Linked DNA regions of Mus musculus: region 1 is linked to region 2. Evidence: chromatin contacts called from public HiChIP or PLAC-seq data. All regions are on one chromosome and are shown on one strand. The core of a region is the stretch at or near the end of the contact, and the rest is flanking DNA. Distances in the headings are between cores, read along the strand shown.

Region 1 (2,708 bases), core at 69-2,568, 41 kb before region 2:
ACAGCCCTGACACAGACTGCAACTTCTCTCCTTCCCTTCTACCCCAGGCTCCAACACTGCCCTCCCTCCACTGGGCGGCCAGCACTGGAGACCCACAGCACCAACAGGAACCTCAACTGTGCGTCCCAACCTGAACTCCTGTGACAAGCTGCATGCTGGCACTAGCAGAGAATATTAAACAACTTGTCAGGGTTCACATAAATGATAAATAATGCAAGGCATACCTATAATCCCAGTGAGATTTGAGAGGCAGGAGCAGACAGATCTCTGTGTGTAAGACCATCCTGGTCTATATAGTGAATTCCAGCAATTCAGGACTACACCATGAAACCCTGTCTAAAAACTAATAATAATATAATAATGTTGCAATTATGTAAGGTTATAACCCTGACTGGCTTTCCCACCTTGAGTGGGGGACGCATAAATTAAGTCCTACACAAGGTGACTGTCTGTCTTGTCGTCCTTTCTATCAGCCCTGTTCTGTTCACTCACTCACACTGGCACAGTCTGTGGACACCCAGAGCCTCATCCAACAGAACGCTACCCTTCCTGTGCTCAGACCATCCTTCTACGGCCCCTGTGTCTGTGAGATGTCACTATGGTGAAGTATCATACCGGGTACTCACTCACAGTAAGTCCCGCAAAATAAGCCCCTTGGGTCCAGCCTTCCCCAGGCTCTAACAGTAGCTAGAACGCACTCTGCACACAGCCCAGGACGTTTCCTCAACAAGTATTCCAGGCTCTAACAGTAGCTAGAACGCACTCTGCACACAGCCCAGGACGTTTCCTCAACAAGTATTCCAGGCTCTAACAGTAGCTAGAACGCACTCTGCACACAGCCCAGGACGTTTCCTCAACAAGTATTCCAGGCTCTAACAGTAGCTAGAACGCACTCTGCACACAGCCCAGGACGTTTCCTCAACAAGTATTTCAGGCTCTAACAGTAGCTAGAACGCACTCTGCACACAGCCCAGGACGTTTCCTCAACAAGTATTTCAATGTTCTTCCACATTTATACTCTTGCCTTTATTTCTCTTCCTGTTGCTGTGGCTAAGTTAGTTGACAGAAGTAACTCCTCTTAAGGGAGAAAAGGACTTAGTCTGGCTCGTAGTTCCATGTTACAATCCGCAGTGGCAGGGAAGTCCCACAGTACTAGAAGCTTAAGACAGCTAGTCACACGGTCAGGAAGCAGAGTGGAGCTCGATGCTACAGCTCAGCTCTCCTTTCTCCATTTACACAGTCCAGGATCCCAGCAATGGAATGGTGCCGCCAGCAGTGGGCGTGGCCGAGTCTTCTCACTTTAACATAATCAAGATAAGTCCCTACAGGTGTGCCCAGAGGGCAGCCTTGCAAGTGATTCTACAGGGACAATACTACTCACCACCCTCTTTCTCTTTGAATGACAATGTTCAGTCCTGCCTACCGGATGGCAGGTCTTGTCTTAAGTGGGCGTTGGGCTTTCTGACTTGTGTCCTGGTCTCTGCACTCCTGTCCCACTTCTCAGAAAGGCTATTCAGCTGTCCCCCATCCTCTCTGTCACTTGTGAGAGCCTCCCTCTGAGCTCTGGCACAGCACATGCTCGTACTGTCTCCTCCTCTGGAGGCCCCTTCCCTCCATACTCACATCTGCATCAACCTGCCTTCTCTAACATCTCATCCTGTCGCCCAAAGTGGGCGTCAGAAAGCTGAAAAGCTGAGTCCCGGGTGTTGCGGCATCATCAGTCACTGGGCGTGGGGTAAGGAACACATCTGCTCGACTTTGTGCTTCAACTCCCAGCAGGTGCTCCTTGTCACCTTCCTGCACCCCGGGGTGGGGGTGGGGGGACCTTGCCTCAACTGTAGCGCCTACTCTTCTAGCCTAGGGTAGGTAGGGCTCTGGCCAGTCAAGTTCCAAGCTGTTCTGAGTTTGGTCAACTGCCATGGTGGACATCGTACTTCCTCCCCTCACATAACCTGGGTGGGCACTGGAGTCCTACCCTGTGCCTGTATATACAGCTTTGGCGTTCCTTTCCTAAATTCTAGGGGTGAGGGTCTGTGTCCTGCTGGCAGCACTAGCTTGAAAATAGCTGTAACCATTGTGCTGGAATCCAGGAGTTTCTTTCTCATCACAGAAGATACTTGTCTGTTCTGTAGCAGGGTCTTGAGACAATTTCATGTGTGTCGACCATGCTGGCTGTGATTGGCATCCAGTGATATCGGGCAAGTGTTACAGCTTTGTTAATCTCACATTGAAAGTGAAACCTAGAGTCCCTCACACAGACTAGAGTCAAGGCAAGCCACTATAGAGGTCCAAGGCCAAGGTCAAAACACAAGCCCAGACAAGAGCCCCACCCTGCAACAGAGGTCTGACCCTGAGAGACAGCAAGGCTGGCTGGTCTACAACTGGGCCTGCCAGCCTGACTCACAATCCCAATATGATGTCCTCTGCACTTGGCTGTGAGGTGGGCAAGGCTTATGCTAGATTGTCAATCAAAAAGATGGAGTTAGCCGGGCATGGGCGCATGCCTTTAATCCCAGCACCTGGGAGGCAGAGGCAGGCGAATTTCTGAGTTCGAGGCCACAAAAGGGCACACAAACCTGGCCACTCACTGCAGCTGCTCACTGCAGGGTGCAGGGGACACAGGCACAGACCTGGCCACTCTCTGCAGCTGCTCACTGCAGGGTGCAGGGGACACAGGCACAGACCTGGTCACTCACTGCAGCTGGGAT
Region 2 (3,107 bases), core at 597-3,096:
TGGCCATCTAAAGACCTTCTGCTAGGACAGTTTTCTCCAACTCTCGCCTCAGGCCAAGGTTACTGCATTCTATGAGGTAGCATGAGTGTTACTGCGGGCTGAAGACAAGTTACGTTGCAAAGAAAGTTTCTCTAAGGCTCAGGCTGGGAAGGGAGGAACAAGGAACTGATGTTAGCTAGGCCAGGATCTCTGTGGGAGGAAACAGGAGACAGACCTGGCTGAGGAAGCACAATCCATACTGAGGGGACACGAAAGGAGAGAAGTGACTCAGGACAAGGTTAGGGAAGGCAGCCTGGACATCCCTCAAGGACAGAGTCACTAGCAGGGCTTGGAAACTGTGGAGGGAGGAGGCACAGGAACTTGAAATGGGAGTCAATTCCAAATGAAGTCAAGGTGTGGCAGACACTGAAGTGACTTTGTCCCCAACCAGGAGTCTGGTGTCCCTTCAACCATAGAGCTCTGATTCTTCACCATTATGTCACCAATATAAAATCCATACATCTGTGCCTATTCATAAGCAAGCCTCTCCCAAGAGATGACACGTTAGCATCTTTACCATCTAGAATGCCCTGCCTTATGAAAGCGGAAGGGGCTACTGGTCAGCCCTGCAGGACAGTTGTCACCTTTGGAGGGACCTCAAAGCAGGGGTCAGGGACACTGCACGAGCTGATGTGGGTATGTGTGGCACACTCCTTCTGACCTTAGGCGACCTCTCTCTGCCTGGTGTCCACCAGAGGAAGTCTACCTCCGAGCCTAGCCTGAGTAGTTGGAGAAGCAAGCCCTAAAAACTAAATGTTTCCTCCAGTCCCATTCAGTCCTTTCCTCTTGTCCCAGAGGCCCATTCTCGGTGTCCCTTTCCAACCAGTCCACCTAAAAGCCTGGGTTCTCGGAAGACTCTCCTAACTGCTTACCCAGTCTTGGGTCTGCAAGTCGTCCTGAGGCTTGCTCTTGGTGTCTGGCTGGCTGGAGGCCACGGCAAGCCCCTGTGGGGGTGACTGTTGTCTTTGCTCTTGAGCAAGCTGCCACTGTAGCGTCTTCCTCTGGGGGCGCTGTTGCCTGCTGTCCATCTCTAAGTACAGCAGGTTGCAGTTCCCTCGACTAGGGCTGTGGGGCAAGGTGCAGGAAGGGAACTGAGCAGGGTTCCTGCTGCCACGGCAGATCCCTAAAGCAGATGATGGCAGGCCCTGCTGGGGCCGCCTTCTACCTAGTGACTACTCTTGCCGAGTAGCGGGGTCCCTTGTGACTTTCTCTCCCAGGTCTTGTGGCCATTATCCTCCGCACCAGCATCCCCCCAGGGACAGCAGTAGCCTAGAAATAGATGCTAGCCTAGCCTTCTCTGCTCTCACCGAACCACCTGGTCTGCTTTTCCTCGCAGGGGGCGCTCCTTCTGCGGTCCTGACAAGCTCTTCAGTCCTAGGATCCCACCCTCAATAGGCCTCCTCCTGTCTTGGACAACCCTACCACACAAGGCCCAGGCTCAGCGCCAACCTGAGCTCTCATTTCCCACCCTCTCCGTGGGTATGAACTGTGGAAGTCAGTTAAGGGCAGCAGTGAAGGTATGTGGGAGTTGGGTCACCCGCTCCCACGCGGATGCAGAGCTCGCCCAGAGGGCTCTGGGAAGGGCTCTGTAGGCTCCGGGACAGATGAGGGGGGCTTAATGAGCTCCGGTTGACAATGGATCAGCCGGTGAGCCCAGGCTCAGAAGGGTCTGCACAGGGAGTGGAGGGTCGTGTGGCCTGTGAACGCTCATGTGGGTCCAGGTAAACAGAGCTGGCTGGTGAGGCTGACTTAGGACCTTCAGCACCAGCCTGAGAAAGCTGGATCCAAGGACAGAGCTCTAGGGAAGAGGGACGGAGCTTCCGTCCTACAGACCCCGCCCTCCGCGGCCGCTTCCGCCCCCTCCACGCGTGCGCCCCAGCGTTCAAGCCGCATGGCCCCAACACATTCAGAGAAATCACAGCAGTGGGCGGCCTGAGCGCCGTCAGTTTATTAGTGTCGCTTCAGCACCTTGAAATCGTCCACATGGTCGCATGGGACAGATCAGTATCTGCTCCCAAAAAAAGCTATTTACATGAATCCTGCTTTTTATTAAAAAAACAAAAACAAAACTAGCAACATACACACTCTAGAAATCAGTCACAGCGCGCTGGGCAGTCTGCAGAAGCGAACGGAGTCATCCTCACGCAAGGCTGTCAGCTTCTGCTGGCCCCCTTCCAGGACAGAGCAGTCTCTGAAGGGCACAGGGATTTAGGGAGCAAGTACCCTGGCCCTGGGGAGAAGTGCCAGGACGTTTTTATGCGGAATTCATTTGAGATGGAGGCTAGAGGAAGAAGTGAGGCTTGCAGGATAAGGCTAGGGCAAGCCATTGCTTCAGGGCTGAGCCTCCCGCCTCCCCACGCCTCCCCACCCCCACCTCCCAGCACTGGTACCTTTACAGTGATACTGAGCTGCGTACTCAGAGGGTGGTGGCAGGAACCAACTTGAAGGTAGAGGCAGGGCCCCCAACTGACAGCAATGAGCAATGGCAACTGGTGTTGCTTGACAGGGACCTCTAAGACTGGCAGGCTCTGAGGGTGATGCCTCAGAGCTTCGGATGCAAACACACTCTGCGGTTCGTACCACTGCACTGCCTGTCAGGGGGGCTTTGGTGTCATCCTTCAAAGGGACAAAGTGCTTCTCCATGACTTCTCATTACAGCTCCATGAGGTAGGCAAGGAAAATGGACCATCTCTCTAACCACTGGGGGAGTGAGGCACAGGGAGGAAGGACTGCTGTCTAGGTCTGCACCTAGCACTGCCATGGTGGGGGTTGGGGGGAAGGTGTATGGTGCTCAGGTGCTAGGCTTTCCTGACTCCACCCTGGGCCAGCTGTGGGACAAAGACGCTGCCTACACCTTCCTCTTGTGTGTGTAAAGTCAGACCCCTGGAACCAGTCAAGGAAGGAGCACGTATGTACAGGGGAAGGTTCTGGAAAAGGGCTGCCCTCAGGCAAGAGCTTGAACCCCTGTGGCCTCAAGGCTAGAAATCTAGGTCAAATGTTTCATATGAAGGTTGACTTTTGGGAAAAAACACAAGGGGCAGGTAAACTAGGCTCTTAGGCTCCAAGGA

What was found. HiChIP or PLAC-seq counts read pairs in DNA pulled down with a chosen protein or histone mark.
Region 1: a contact with region 2 is called in an H3K27ac HiChIP or PLAC-seq map of embryonic stem cells, with 5 read pairs. The contact joins the enhancer-like site here to the promoter of Tex22 in region 2. A contact is called at or near these places in 11 of 39 promoter capture datasets (the 3T3-L1 cell line, cranial neural crest, embryonic stem cells and 7 more), 15 of 484 Hi-C or Micro-C datasets (CD4 T cells, CD8 central memory T cells, Th1 cells and 8 more), 9 of 115 datasets of contacts at active chromatin or transcription factors (CD8 T cells, double positive thymocytes, embryonic fibroblasts and 2 more) and 4 of 9 other capture datasets (adipose tissue, embryonic stem cells, liver and 1 more).

Annotation. Positions count from the first base shown.
Region 1 is chr12:113,113,956-113,116,663 of GRCm38.p6, reverse strand. All of the region lies in intron 2 of Mta1 (metastasis associated 1), which reads right to left. Among named protein-coding and RNA genes, the nearest start is that of Mta1, 17 kb to the right of the region's middle. Within about 2 kb of position 1,318, at least 11 of the 459 cell types and tissues checked have an H3K27ac peak or open chromatin away from gene starts, as enhancers often do. A contact at or near this core is called in embryonic stem cells and trophoblast stem cells, where this site is marked.
Region 2 is chr12:113,073,241-113,076,347 of GRCm38.p6, reverse strand. It overlaps Tex22 (testis expressed gene 22), which reads right to left and starts at 1,846. Exons shown (of 3, transcript NM_001361919.1): 1 at 1,489-1,846; 2 at 912-1,104. The coding sequence starts at 1,067. It overlaps Pacs2 (phosphofurin acidic cluster sorting protein 2), which reads right to left. Exons shown (of 24, transcript NM_001081170.1): 24 at 1,947-3,107.